Regions from separate parts of the Mus musculus genome. Here all the other regions are linked to region 2. The links are chromatin contacts, called in public promoter capture Hi-C maps. All regions are on one chromosome and are shown on one strand. The core of a region is the stretch at or near the end of the contact, and the rest is flanking DNA. Distances in the headings are between cores, read along the strand shown.

Evidence for each region. Promoter capture Hi-C pulls out the DNA fragments that hold promoters and counts their contacts.
Region 1: a contact with region 2 is called in a promoter capture Hi-C map of pre-B cells, with 8 times the contacts expected there. The contact joins the promoter of Parp4 here to the promoter of Setdb2 in region 2. A contact is called at or near these places in 8 of 39 promoter capture datasets (the 3T3-L1 cell line, 3T3-L1-derived adipocytes, the C10 cell line and 4 more), 1 of 115 datasets of contacts at active chromatin or transcription factors (astrocytes) and 2 of 9 other capture datasets (adipose tissue and liver).
Region 3: a contact with region 2 is called in a promoter capture Hi-C map of liver, with 6 times the contacts expected there. The contact joins the promoter of Gjb2 here to the promoter of Setdb2 in region 2. A contact is called at or near these places in 2 of 39 promoter capture datasets (both in liver).
Region 4: a promoter capture Hi-C map of pre-B cells shows a contact between it and region 2, with 4 times the contacts expected there. The contact joins the promoter of Cryl1 here to the promoter of Setdb2 in region 2. A contact is called at or near these places in 3 of 39 promoter capture datasets (hippocampal neurons, liver and pre-B cells) and 1 of 115 datasets of contacts at active chromatin or transcription factors (astrocytes).
Region 5: a promoter capture Hi-C map of pre-B cells shows a contact between it and region 2, with 8 times the contacts expected there. The contact joins the promoter of 2410022M11Rik here to the promoter of Setdb2 in region 2. A contact is called at or near these places in 7 of 39 promoter capture datasets (the 3T3-L1 cell line, 3T3-L1-derived adipocytes, cranial neural crest and 3 more).

The regions. Positions count from the first base shown.
Region 1 is chr14:56,574,339-56,577,040 of GRCm38.p6, forward strand. Parp4 (poly (ADP-ribose) polymerase family, member 4) reads left to right here and starts at 1,281. Exons shown (of 35, transcript NM_001145978.2): 1 at 1,281-1,392. It also overlaps a transcript of Cenpj not described here.
Region 2 is chr14:59,439,613-59,442,312 of GRCm38.p6, forward strand. It overlaps Setdb2 (SET domain, bifurcated 2), which reads right to left and starts at 1,268. Exons shown (of 14, transcript NM_001320720.1): 1 at 975-1,268. Gm45935 (predicted gene, 45935) reads right to left here and starts at 1,268. Exons shown (of 24, transcript NM_001320725.1): 1 at 975-1,268. Cab39l (calcium binding protein 39-like) reads left to right here and starts at 1,351. Exons shown (of 11, transcript NM_026908.4): 1 at 1,351-1,406.
Region 3 is chr14:57,103,339-57,106,038 of GRCm38.p6, forward strand. Gjb2 (gap junction protein, beta 2) reads right to left here and starts at 1,364. Exons shown (of 2, transcript NM_008125.3): 1 at 1,131-1,364. It overlaps Gm32912 (a long non-coding RNA gene), which reads left to right and starts at 1,327. Exons shown (of 5, transcript XR_383459.4): 1 at 1,327-2,700.
Region 4 is chr14:57,397,100-57,399,829 of GRCm38.p6, forward strand. Cryl1 (crystallin, lambda 1) reads right to left here and starts at 1,384. Exons shown (of 8, transcript NM_030004.3): 1 at 1,309-1,384. The coding sequence starts at 1,349.
Region 5 is chr14:56,810,519-56,813,364 of GRCm38.p6, forward strand. 2410022M11Rik (RIKEN cDNA 2410022M11 gene) reads left to right here and starts at 1,471. Exons shown (of 1, transcript NR_152252.1): 1 at 1,471-2,846. Zmym5 (zinc finger, MYM-type 5) reads right to left here and starts at 946. Exons shown (of 8, transcript NM_001253753.1): 1 at 816-946; 2 at 222-341.

The DNA.
Region 1 (2,702 bases), core at 31-2,530, 2.9 Mb before region 2:
AAATGTCTCCTTTTCTGCTTTGCTTTTTAAGAACTCACTAAAGATCTTTGACTTCTGATCCTCCTGTCTGTACCTCCAGTCTGTAGGGACTACACACATATACCACCAACCCTGTTTTTAATACAGTATTAGGGACTGAACCCAGGGCTTCACACAGCACTTTAACCTGCTGAAGCATATCCTCAGTCCAGTAAAGACGTTTCTAGGGAGGGGGAGGTGGCTCAGTCCCTAGAGTGCTTGCCTGGTAAGCATAAAGACCGGAGTGTAACACACCCCCCCACCATTTTAAAAAGGAAAAAGCTGGAAGCTGGCTAGGTGGCTCAGTGGGTAAAGTATTTGCCCTACAAGCCTGATGACATGAGTCCTATACCCAGTCATGTCAAAGAAGAAGAGAAATCATAAGCACACATATGTGTATGCATGCAAACAAATATAGTATATTATATATACTATATATAAAGCCATATAATATACATATAAAGCCACACATAATGGTATGTGCTTGTAACCCCAGTGCTGGGAGGAAGAGACTGGTAGATCCTTAGTGCTCACTGGCTACCTAGCCTAGTACACATAATAAGTTCCAGATCATTTGGCACCTGAGGACAGCACCCAATAAATCATGTCACCAAAATTCACCTTTTACATTCAATTCTCTAGTCTAGACCTTATAGTCTCGTTTCATTCATCATATTCTGAAATTATTAATGGAATTATTTCTAAATCAGTCCCTACTCAGTACATTTCTGATTCTAGCGCCCAGGGCCCACACATGTGAAGCAAATAACCAGCTGAGCTGTCTAGCCCTAGACCCATCGTTTGAGCGTCTCCAATTAGTGATGGATGCTATTGTGCGCTTCAAACTCAGAAGTTCTCATTTTCTTCCACTGTTGCTGCTGAAAATCGAACCCAGGGGCCCACAAATGTTAGCCAAGCTTTCTACCAATGACCTAGCTCTTCAGTCCTAAATTCTCTCTGATGCCCCTTTGGGAAATTTGTTTCTTACCTGCCCTGGGATTCCAGCACCCTATTTAACCCCAATCCGTAATCATTTCTCTGTCAAAAGTCCCCATCCATCAAGTCTCCCAGATTCGAATTTTGGGTTTACTCCTACTGGCAATTTACACTCTGAAAAAGAAAGTGAAAGTCCTGAACGCTAGGCTGATCTGGAAAGCTGAGGCCACGCCTTCTCCCCAGCTGGACAGTCGCAGGACATCCCTCTAAGGGGCGTAGGTCCGGTGTTCAGGAGCCGCAGCCACGGTCCCGCCCCGCCGCGCCCCACCTAACCCGGCTGCGCCTGGAGCGGAAGCACCAAGGCTGGAACGCTGGCTGCGGAGCACGGAGGAGGGGACCATCCGACACCAGGAAGGGCCAGGCGGGATCTCCGAGCAGGTGCGTGGGTACCCCAGGAGGCTGTCTGACAGCCCGAGGGTCCCCGGTAGTCTCTGGTGGTCTTGACCTTCTGAGGCCTGGCTCAGGGTCAGCGGCCCTAGGAGGGGAGTGCCAGGGGAGGGGAGGTCAATGTTGACTGCGCCATCAGACCCACTGCTGTTTTGGGAAAATAACTGCAACAGAACGCAACATTTCTTTACTTTCTGAAAGTTGAGGAAACTTTTGGTAGAAGAAAATAACTCATTGAGGTCTGGAGTTGAAATTTAGCCGAATCTGACTAAGCTCCGGGTCCTATTAAGACAAAAAATAAGTAAAAAAGATGGGGTGAGTTAATTTGCAGTTTTAGCCAAGACTGGGAATAGAGAAATTCTTAGTCTGTCTAGGCCTTACCTATGGCAGTTACAATTTATGTTAATGAAAAAGGGGAAGGCCAGGAAATCCGCCCCACGTAGATTTGTCCTTAGGTTGGATTTATGCCTCTGTCCTACTAAAGGTACTTCCGGTGCTATGGCTATTCTTGGTTGTTAAATTGACGCACCTGGAAAAAAATGAACCTCAATTGAGAAATCGCCTCCGTCAAATTGACCTCTGGGGTGTGTCTGCAGAGCATTTTCTTGATTGCTAACTGAAGGAAGAGAGCTTAGCCCACTGTAGGCACCGCTTCTGGGCAGGTGGTCCTGGATTGTATGAGGTGAGCAGAAACAGAAAGCAAGCCAGTAAACTGCGTTCTTCCTTGACCACTAATTAATCTACTCACTTTACATGCCAATCACAGCCTTTAATCCAGTCAGTTCCTTAAATTGTGCTACTGTTATGAATAGTAAGTAAAAATATCTGTGTTTCCTATAGTCTTAAACCCACTGTCAAAGGGGTCAAGATTGAGAACCACCGGCTTCCACGTTCCTGTCAGGGGTTCATGCCCTGACTTTCATGTTTGACTGTAAGCAGTGAGATGAGGTAAGGAAGAGTAACAACAGGATCAAAGCTGGGATCTGTCTCAGGGCAGCCAATAGGAAGACGGCTTGTGATGGGCTCCCCTACGACACGCTGAAAGGAAGAAACGTGGGTGTTCACTCCCTAGCGAGGCAGCCTTCTCTCTCCACTGTGCAGTTTTTTGTTTTGTTTTGTTTTTTCGAGACAGGGCTTCTCTGTATAGTCCTGGCTGCTCAAGAACTTTTTCTATAGACCAGGCTGGCCTCAAGCTCAGAGATCAGCTTGCCTCTGCCTCCTGAGTGCTGGAACCAAAGGCGTGCACCACCACCACCACCACCACCACCACCACCAGGCTCGAGTTTGATATTTAAAAGCTA
Region 2 (2,700 bases), core at 18-2,517:
GCCACAAAGAGACATTGCCAAGCTGCCTTCCACCTTAGATTCTAGTAACTTCCACCTCAGTACACTCACTCAGCCTGACACCTCAGGAAAGGGCAGGTGGGGACAGGAGGACCAGTAGCTCAAAGCCATCCTGGTCTACTAGGCTGGACTTCCACATAGCAAACAGCAACTAAAGAAAAAGCTCTCACCAGTGTAGCTTGGAAGCTAATTTACAAAAGAAAAAAAATTGCCAAAAAAAGTTAAGGAAATTTAAAGCTTATCTTCCAAAGACAACACTAATATTTCACTGTTAGTGTACTTTTTATTTGTTTGTATGTTTTGTATTTTGAGACAACGTTTCTCTGGGTAACCCTGGCTTTCCGGGAACTCAATCCGGAGAGAACTCAAGAGATCCGCTAGTCTCTGCCTCCCCAGCCACCATCTCCCAGCTTGCCAGGAGAATTTTATTTAAATTTGGTTCTTTGCCAGTCTCAAACTTTCATCTGGCCAAACATACAGGCAACTTCATTTAGATCTAAGTTTCCTTTTTACTTGGAGGAAAAAGAAACTAAAAAAACTAAGATACCACTATCTCGTTGGTTCTTTGATAGGCATGACATAATCGGAGCGTAAGTCAGGGTCAGGCACATTTTTAACGTGTTCGTATGTTAAACAACACAACAATGGCAAAACGCCTTCTGGTGAAGAATAGAAACCTATCCTATCGTATGTGGTAGGGTATTTGGAAGAGCTAATGGTCTGTTTACCAAATCTAAGACTAAACATAAATTAATCCTCCACTTTGGTTTTCTTCACTAACATGCAAAGAACCATGTTACTACATGCCAATCATATGATCTGTCAATCATATCCCTTTCTGCAGTGACTTTATTGATCTTGGACTGTTGAGTAGTGAGTCAGTCCGTCGCTCCGAAGATACCAATCAAGTTCAACTGATAAATAATTTCATTTGTTCATGGCCAGTGTAACCTTACCTGTGGAATGGACCAGTGTCCTGAAGATCTTGTCTGTGCTCCGCTGTCTACAGCCCATGATAGCCAAATTACTCAGAAATCACCAGCCACGAAAGTGAGCGCCGCAAGACGGTGGGGGAAACGCGACTGAGAGCCCCGGCCACCCCCGCTACTGAGACAGCGGGTTGAGGCGGCCTGGCACCCCGCGCGCCTTGCACTGTCCGCACCAGAGTCTGCAGTCCCGAGGCGGCTTCACCTCAGCGGGGGAGACATCAGCCCCAAGGGAGCTCCACACAGTTTCCGCGGCCCCGCGGCGCCGGCCGGAGCGCGCGGCCTCCTGATTGGTCGGCGACTCTCTCGGTTTGTCTCGCGCGGACTGCTACGGCCAATCGGGTTCTCGGCAGCCAAGTGAGGCACTTCGCTGGAGTGGTGGCGCAGCGCTCTCTGCCCGCGGTAGGTGTGTGGCTGCGGCGAGCCTTTTCCGGCTCTGGGAGTGTGTGTGTGGAAGGAGAGTCCTCGGGGTGACAGGAGTGTTGGGAGTGAAGGGGCGACTTAACTAGCAGGGGATTCTTCTCGCCCGCCCGGAGTCTCCTCCCTGTGTTTGGGAGGCAGGCGTGGTGGTGGTGGCGGTGGCGGTGGCCCCGGCTTGGCTTTGCTGGTCATTAGAGTCTGGCGCAGGCTTTGCTTTCCTGTCTTAACCCTGATCCCTTGGTTTCCGAGAGTTGCTCAGCAGTGTTTGTGGCGCGAAGATTCCCACCGCCGACCCCTGTCATGATTAAAGGAGGCTGGCTGTAGGATTCAACACGGGAAAGCCAGTCGTGGAAGGGAGAGGGGGCTGTCTCGACCACTGGCCTCCGGGTCGATAGAGAACTTTTCTTTTTTGTCAATTGCCAGGGGCCAACTGCGGAGCCTTTGCCCTTCTCGAGAGTTCATCCTTTGACATACATGGACAGCAGGTTGTGTGAGAGTAGTTTTATTCATAAGCATGCCGCCAGCATTCATTCAATGACGTTAGAAAAAAAGAGAGAAATAAAATAAAATAAAAAGGAGAAACGGGAAGTAAACTAGTGTTTGTCATGCTCCAAATTCACTTCATGCTAGGTATACATGTAGCTCAGGCAGACCGGATCTTTCTGCCACAGGAGCGCCACACCCTTACCCCAGTTTCAAAGGTGCTGATTTTTTTTTTTTTTTGTAAATTTCTCTTTACATATTTTTAACATTATAAACTTGATTTTAAAAAAAAGTTTGCAAAAAAAAAAAAGAAAGAAAAACACATCAAAATTAACCAAACCCCAAAACAATACAACTCAAATGAATACATCTATGCAATTAAAGTTGACTTTTGGAAACGAAATTGTGAAGCTTCACATTAAATTTAACACATGTCGAATATGTTTTCTGCACCTAGTCAAAACCAACCAAACAAGAAAGCCATGACAGCTTTGTACATTTCTGGGTCTGCGATGCTATGCGGGCTGGCTTTATGGAACAGGGTATTATTTAAGGAGGGTGTTGGAGTTTGGGAAGAGCAAGACACTGTACTTTCCTCTTTCCAGTTTTCTCTTGGGGAAAAAAAAGTAGAAAAGGAAGTAGAAAGCATTCTTTTTTTTTTTATTATTTGAAAGAAGCTGCCAGATCTGAAAATCTAGCCTGTTAGAGACAAATATTTTGTGATTCACTTATAACAGTTTTGATAAACTTAACACCAGTATCTTCACTTTTTATTTTATTTCAAGGTTGAATA
Region 3 (2,700 bases), core at 114-2,613, 2.3 Mb before region 2:
CCAGGCTGGCCTTAGGACTAGGTCACACGCAGGTCCCTACCTGGCATGGGACACCTGGAGATTGCCTTGAACCGGTGAATCATTCGCTCCTGAGTAGAAGGGAGCTTCTCCATGTTTATAGTATATACTGCATATGACCCTTATTTGCCTTAAAGGATACTTCGGGGAGCTGGTGGACTGCCTCTAGATGCTGACCCCACCGCACCCTCCACCCTTCTCATAATTCACTGGCTTTGCCCATAGTTCCCAAAGGACTCCGGGGTAAGTGTAGCCATGACTGAGCCAGGCTTCTCAGGACAATCCCGTGGACCTGAGCAATGGGTCCCATTTAGGCCTACGCTCCCTTCCCTTCCATTGAGGCAGCACCAAGGGGCTGATGCAATTGTCCTAAGGGACAAGTTTCTCAGCAGCACGCCATCTGTGAACCTGTGCCTTCCCTTCCAGCTGTAACGTCCCGCCTGGACGCAAATCCTTAAAAAGCATTTAAGGAAAGAAAAAAAAAAAAAGCAATCAAAATCTCCACCCGAGTGCAGGTTGGGGTTCCCCAGCTCGCGGGAGCGGCTACGGCCGCGCGTTTTGGGCGGTCGCCCACGTCACCCCAGTGCTTTAGGTGGTAAAGGTCAGTGTCTTCCCACGGAGGCTTCCTGCTTAACAAATGAAACTGAGTTTTCCTGCTCAGCTTTCGGTTAGCTAAAAACTTTTCAATGGCGGCAGACAACGCAGCCAGGAGGCCTCGGGAAAATTCTAGCGAAGGAATACTGGCGACACGTCGCAGTCGTGCGCGGAACAGCCTGGCCCCCGCGTCCCTCCCCACCCCGCGCTGTGCGGGACCTCCCGGCTCAGGCTGTGCGCGGCGGTGAGAGCAGCCGGCTCCAACCCCGAGCCGGGCCAGACGCCTGCAGCCGAAGAAACGCGTTCACAGCTCGGGTCCCTATGCACGGGTGGCGGTGGCCCGTAGGGACCGCGCAGCGCGTTCCGGCCTCGGTTTCCCAGGACCGTGGCGGCCCGCACCCCTCCTCGCACCTCACGCGTCCCTACTGGCTGAGTCTCGCGCCCCAGCCACCGTGGGGCGTTGCGGTCGGGGGCGGGTTACACCAGTGTGACTCGGTGGCGCGGATTGGCGGTCGCACCTGTGTCCGGAGGAGCGTGCAGCGTTGGGTGGCGGGAAGCGGCGAGGCGCTGTCCCCGGTAAGGAGCAGGTCTGAAGCGGGTCCCGGGGCCGCTCCTGGGTTGGTCCGAAATGGGTCGCCGGCTGATCCTGTGCTGGTCGCCGCGGGTCCCGGTGGAGGCTGCGCTCAGTGGACTGGAGCGCCGCCGACTGGCTGCGAGTTGGGAGAGCGGAGCGCGCCGCGCGCTGCGATCCTGGACACCTGTTGGCCGCGGCGCCTTTTAACCAAAGCCCTCACCCCGCCTCTCTCACCCTGGAGCGATTGAGAAAGTTGCGGAGGAGGCGGCTCCCAGTAGCCCGCCACCCCCAGCGCCACGGGCGGGGCTCTCCGGGCACCCAGAGCCGTCAGGGCCCGCCGAGTCGCGAGCTCTCCTGGAGCCTAGGTCACTCCCCACCCCACTCCGCCCCACCCCACCCCCAGCTCTCTTTGAGCTCAAGGCTCTTCCAGTGTCCTGTCCCGAGCGCAGCCTGAACAGAGCTGGTAGACCTGTGTCTTCACCCAGGACGCAGGTCGCAAAGCTCCAAGTCCCAGCTACTCGCTTTTGGGGGATTGGGTGATGTTGAAAGAGAGTTGATGTTGCTCTTACTACTCTCACTAGTGGAAAGTGTGCTGTTATATTCGAAGCTTCGCTGTAGTAATATTATATATACTTGTGTGTGTGTGTGTGTGTGTGTGTGTGTGTGTGTGTGCGTGTTAGATAAACGGACGGTACAGTTTTGTGTTGGCCTGCAGCTTCCAGTAGCGCACAGGAGACTCCTCTCCCGTAGTGCAGTGAGCTGAGGCATCTAGAATTCGGGTTCAAGGCAGACTAACAGAGGGCGCCGCCAGGGCTGGCCAAATTCTGGCTTCTATTTCTTTGAATTCCCGATTTAATTCGATCACTTTGAACAGGGTGCCAGTGGCTAGGACAGAAGAAGATGTAGAGGTGCGTCTCCAGGGCTGGCCTGGAAGTGGACTTGTCACAGTCTCTGGAGGGTTCTCTGCCTGTGCCCCCGCTCTCTGTGTCCTCTTTTCCACAACTGAAAGCATTGCAAGGAAGGGGCACCCAGATTCTGCCGGTGCAGGGGATGCGGAAGGGGGGGGGGAGCAGAAGAGGTTAGGCAAGCCCATCCCTCTTGGAGTCCAGGATGCTGGGAAGACCTGGGCAGCCTGCATCTACCTCTCTCCGCCAAGCTGTTCGTGGGTTTTGAGGGCTCGGTGTTCCACATTGCTTGGCTGTCTGGATAGTTTTGAGAGGAGTTACGGTGGACATTCACAAGAGCTAGCTACGCTTTGGGATACCTAGGCCAGCTAGCTTCACCTTACTACTTGCAACCCGAGTCCTACAGCTGCCAGGTTTGGAATGAAAACGGCACATCCCCACAAAGTTCCTTCAGATTAGCTTTACACGCAGTGAAGAGACTGATTCATTCTGACAAGGCCCGTCTGGTCGAAGGATTGGCTTTCAATGAAAGGACCATGGCTGAAGGTACATGCTTTCCCTGTAAAGCTGGCACATTGCCGCGGGCAGACCTGACTGCTCTTGCTTGGG
Region 4 (2,730 bases), core at 134-2,633, 2.0 Mb before region 2:
GTAAGCAGAAGACAGAATTTCCACATTAGAAAACAATAGCTCAGGTCATCTTGTGCTCCTTAAGATGTCCCGGCCCCCTTCTAGTTCCCTGTCCATGAGCTCAGAAATAACTGACTGTTGAGTCTCTCCTTGGGAGTCTATGAACCACCCACAGCCAGACGAATGCAAAATCCAGTCAAAATCCCACATGACACCTGTCAGGTGCAGGCAGAGATCTACTTCCCAACGGAGACCTGCAAAAACCTAGCCCGTGACACCAGTGGCTCTCACAGAAGGCGAGGCAGCACAGTTCACCACAGGAGCAAAGTGCACACTTTTGATATTTCTTGACCATTCAACCACAGGCAACCACGGGAAAGGACAAAGGTACAGCTAATTCTGCAGTTCTGTAAGAGAGAAAATAGCAACAGCATTCTGACACCTCCCTCCAAAGAACTCTCAAGGAAAAAGCCTGAACTTGGGACTGGTCTGCAGGCAGAACAACAAGTAGCCAAAACTATAAGCAGGGACATGAAGCCACTCCTTTAATAGCTACCAACCAATACTAGTTATTATGTGTTGCTACACGTTGATAGACTTTCAGACAGCTAGGCAATGAAAGATATTCTAAGCGTTCTTATTTTTTAAAAAAAGAAGCAATAAGGAGAAAGGGGAATCATGAGAACAGAAATTGGTGTGTCAGATGAACTTGGGCTGTTAAAGTGACTCAGCCTCCTGCCTTGGGACACATACACACAGGAAAGCAGGGTGCCTTGACTGACAAGGTTTCTGCCTCGAGAGATTTAGCCTAGCCCAGTGGTGCATGCGAACCAGCCTCCTTGCCAACCCAGGCCAATAGTTATCCGTTAGTTACTATCATCTTGGTAAAACTCTTGTCTGCGTTCTTAATAAGAATAAGCTGCTTTCACGCTGGGGTATTTGGCAGGAGGATCAAGAGTTCAAGGATAGCCTCAGCTAACCTAGAAATTTTGAGGCCAGGATGAGCTACACAAGACCTCCGTCTCAAAAGCATAAGAACACAGTTTTCGCAGGTTCATTGCTAGTATTCAATGATGCCAGGCACCTCTGGCCTGCGCTGACAAAAGTGACCCCGCACCGATTTAAGGCTCTCCTTACTGCTTGGCTAAGCCACGGCCACCACCTAGTCTACTGCCAGACTAGCTTCGGAGCCCAAGTGCGAAGCGCCTGGAGGAGCGAGGTACAGCCTGATGCCCACCCGAGGCACCCACGGCCGCCCGCGGGAGGTCCCGCGTTCGGGACGCTGCCAGGGCGCCAGCCATTGCAGCACGGCGCCACTGAGACCTTTACCTGCCTACGATCACCACCCCGCCCGCTGCTGGGGACGCCATGGCAGATCCGGGCCTGGCTGTACAGCTGCGTTAGCGGAGGGAGCGAGCAAAGCAGAGCGGGTCGCGCGCCAGAATAAGGCTGGGCGCCTGGGTGGGCGTGCCCAAACCTCATGAGGACTATCCCATTGGCTGACAAGCTCCGGGGAGGGGCCAAGGCGCAGGAGAGGCGGAGCCCTCGGGGAGAGACTTCAGGAAGGCCACTGGGCTCTAGCACCGGGGAGCGTGGGACGGTGGATGCAAACAGGGAAGACCAGACACTTCTGAGCTGAGCAATTTTTATTTTTAAGTTTCTAACAGGAAACCATTAAACCATGAGCGGATACTGCCAGGTTGGCGCAAAGGTTCACCCCAGAGACACTTTCAAGAAAATGTTGCTTTAAAGACGTTAGCACCAGTTTGTCACTTTAAGGACTTTTGTTCCACTGTTTACATTCTACTCTACACTGGAAATCCAGGTCTGGTGAGATACCTGCAGCCTGGCTTCACTGATGTGAACGGAGGCCCGGATACTTAAGGGACAAGCTACAAATGGAAACTCCGGATATGTTACTCTGAGAAACGGAAGGACGAATTTGAATTCCTTGTAGCGTACCACAGCTTCTGTGTGCCTTACTTCCTCCTTCCAGAGGCGTGCAGTGCCAAATGTGTTAGGAAAAGAAAAAGAAAAACCAAGCAGGGCGTGATGGAATGCACCTGCTCTCGCAAAACCTGGGAGGCTGAACCGGGAGTTCCAGCCAGGCTACATTCAGAGACAGCAAGACCCTGTTGCAAAAAAAAAAAAAAAAAAAAAAAAGGCTAGTGCCCTGATTACACTTGGGTCTGAGACCAGAGAACGAGAGGCATTACACTGCATGACACAAGTTTTGTGCCCACAATCGGAAGTGGAAACACTTTGAGGCCAGCAGTTTGGGAAAAGCTGAAATCAGAACACACTCACACTGACAGATTCAGGAGAGTAGACACTTGCCTTATTCCCACCACCTTGTCAGGGATTCGGAAAGAGAAACCTCTGAGGCAGTCAGGTTTTTAAACAGTTCCACAAATTATCAATAAACATTTGAAGATGCCGAGCCCCGTTTAAATGAGATGAAAAGTGGCACGAGGAAAACACCTTTTACCCATCAGATCGGCCAAATTACACTGATGGCCAGTCCCTCTCTGCAAGGGAGAGTGTACTGACTGGTTTTGTGTCATCTTGACACAAGCTGGAGTCATCAGAGAGGAAGGCTGCTCAGTTGAGGAGATGCCTCCATGAGATCCAGCTTAAGGCATTTTCTCAACTAGTGATCAAGAGGGGAGGGCCCATTGTGGATGGCCAGTAGGCAGCTCCCTATATAGCCCCTGCATCAGTTCCTGCCTTCGGGTTCCTGCCCTGCTTGAG
Region 5 (2,846 bases), core at 221-2,720, 2.6 Mb before region 2:
AAAGCTACGCAAAATGACTCACAATGGAGATGTTTTCCTTATTCCTGTCAAATCCTTCACCAAAGTAGCTTGAAGATCCTAGTATAAAAAGAAATTTACAAACAAACACCCAAAACACATACATACAGTGAACATCAACAGCTCCGAGGTAGCACCAAACCCTGAACGCCAAAGGAAATAAATAAGTCAAGGTGAAGTTATTCCCAAGCTGTTCTACCAACCTTCTCCAAATAAACAATAGATCAACTAAACGACAGCAGGCCAAGCTCATATGTTCTTTCCAGTTTCAGAATTATGAGTAGAGCGCGCAGCTGAGTCGAAGAGTAAACGCGTCCTCGAATCTAGAAAGGGATTCACATTTCTCCTAAGTAGTTACCACTCAAGTACAAATCCGACCCGGGAGAGGTTCAACAATTGGGTCCCATTTGCCGCAAGCACTTGATTAGGGCCTAACTCCTCAGTAGCCCGCGACAGGCACCAGGTCAGCCATTAGAAACTGGCTCAAATAAGATTAAAAGCTGCGACAGACCGACCCAAAAAAAAAAAAAAAGAGAGAGAGAGAAAACGCCGCGGGACGTAAGAGGACGCCCCTTAACACGGAAAACTTGGGGTGTCGGTTGAACAGACAGGGTGGGAGTGCGGCCCCCGGGCGGGAGGGCCAAAGGGCCCCTCCCCGACCCGCCCGCCCGCTCGCAGCACAGAAAGGAAAACACTCTTCGACCTCCGGCCGCTGCCGCCCGCACCCGGAGGCTCTCGCGCTCCCCGCCCCGCGGCCGCCTCACCCAGCCAGCCCTGCCGCGCCCGCGCTCCCTCACCCCTCCGGCCGCACGCGAAGCCGCCCTGGACATCAGCGCGGCCCCCAGCGCACCCTCAGGCCCCGACGCAGCAGCCGCGACACCGGCCGCCGCGGGCTGTTAAGCCCGGCTCGGTGGGAGGCTCCCGACGCTGCCCTCACCCATCTCCGCCTCCCCAGTCGCCCCCGCCTCCGCCTCCTCCTCCCGAGGCTGCGCTGCTCCCAGCCACCCCCACTCTCCGCGGCCCTCGACAGGAAAGACGGCGGGGAGAAGCCTCACCGGGTTCTGGCTGCAGCTCCGCGGAACGAACCTCCCCTCCCCCGGCCCACCCCCCTTCGGCGACACGCACAACTCCGCTCGGTCCAGTCCCGGCTTTAGCGCTGGTGAGGAGGAGGCAGAGGAGGCGGTGGCACGGCGGGGCCCGGGGAGGCCCCGCCCTCCGCACGCTCATTGGCTGATGGCGTGGGCGGCACGGAATGCCTCGGGCAGGCTCCATTGGCCCAGTCGGCCTTCTTTCAGGACCCTCCTCGGTGAGGTAGTCACGGCGGCTGTCCGTCAGACCTGGGCCACGCCCTCGGGCCTGCCGGCCCCCCCCCCCCCCCCCCCCGCCGCCAGCCCCGGGCTGGGCCGGCCCTCCCTCTCTTCCGCCCTCCCTCCGTGCCCCCGCCCCGCCCCCACTCGCGGGGTCTGCCCGGGTCAGGAGCCCGAGTGGCGCTGCCCGCAGTTCGGCTCGCGCTTCGGCCCTGGGGGCGGGCGATATTCGTCGAGGCTTCCGGTGGGCCCGGGATCGGGACACTGGGTCTCGGCCTCCAGACGGTCGCCACGGCCCTTTGCGACTCTGCTCGAGGAGAGACGCGGCCTCGATGTCCCGGCGTCCTCCCTGTCCAGGCCCCCAAGACCCCGGCGACTGGCGAGCCCGGCAATGCCTGCGGCGGACCGAGGGGGCGAGCCCGGCCGCGGCCGCAAGGGGACTGGTGCGCTGGCGGCCGTGCAGGCGCTTCCACCTTGCCTGGCCCGTGGGAAGGGTGTCCCACCTCCGCCATGGCTGCGGCGGGAGGAGACGTCGGCCTCCATTTTGTGGGATCTGTTGGGAGAACTTGGGGCCCATCAGAACCGAACCCGTGGGGACGAGAAACTTGGCCCGGAACGAGTCCGATCGCGCTCTACCATAGGCCTTGTCCTCGGCCGCCAAGAGTTTGCGCGCCGAGATTGCGGCGGGGCCACAGGACAGTGGTGACCCCAGACTGCCGCCGGGCAAGATGGAGCCCCGGGCTCCCTTAGCGGGCTCGCGCCCCTGGGACCTGGGCTGTCTGGCCTTGGCCGTCGGTGCCTGGCCGAGCACGCGCTCTCCGGCCTGCCCGGCGCCTGTCCTCCACGTTTGCCGGGCCTCGGGCCATCGCGTGCCCTTCGCTTCATCCTGGCTCCGTGGGCAGTGACCCTCTAATGGGAGTCCCACCGGACGCATTCGGAGCGGAGCCGCTGGAGGGCGGCACGAGGGTCTTTTGTTCCTCGTCTATACCCATGTCTTTGGCAGAAGACTTGGTGCCGGATTTCCAGGACTCCCTGTAACCTAAGAAATGCACCTCGCCCTGGTGTTTGTTAGCGGGATTACAACTGATGCTTTTAGGTTGGATTGAGGTTCTTGTTACATAATATGTGAAAATATATGACTCTTAACTGGACTTGGTGGCGCATGCTTTTAGTTCCAACACTTGCAGGCAGAGGCAGTTGGATATCTGTGAGTTCGAGGCCAGGTTGGTCTACAAAGTGGATTCCTGGACAGTCAGGGCTACACAGAAAAACCCTGAGTTGAAAAACCAAAAGAGCAAAAATATATATGAGTCTCTCTTTTAAGACAATGTCTAGCATAGTCTGGCCTGGAACTCTGTGATCTTTCTTCTGCCTTTGCCTCTCTCTTCCTCTGCCTCTGGAGCATTGGGATTGTAAGCATGTCACCACTGCTTTCTTGGTTTAGGCTTAGATATGATTTGAAAACAAAATCCCACACCTCATAGCACAGGAATGGAGTGCCAGTATTAAAGGCACAGAAGT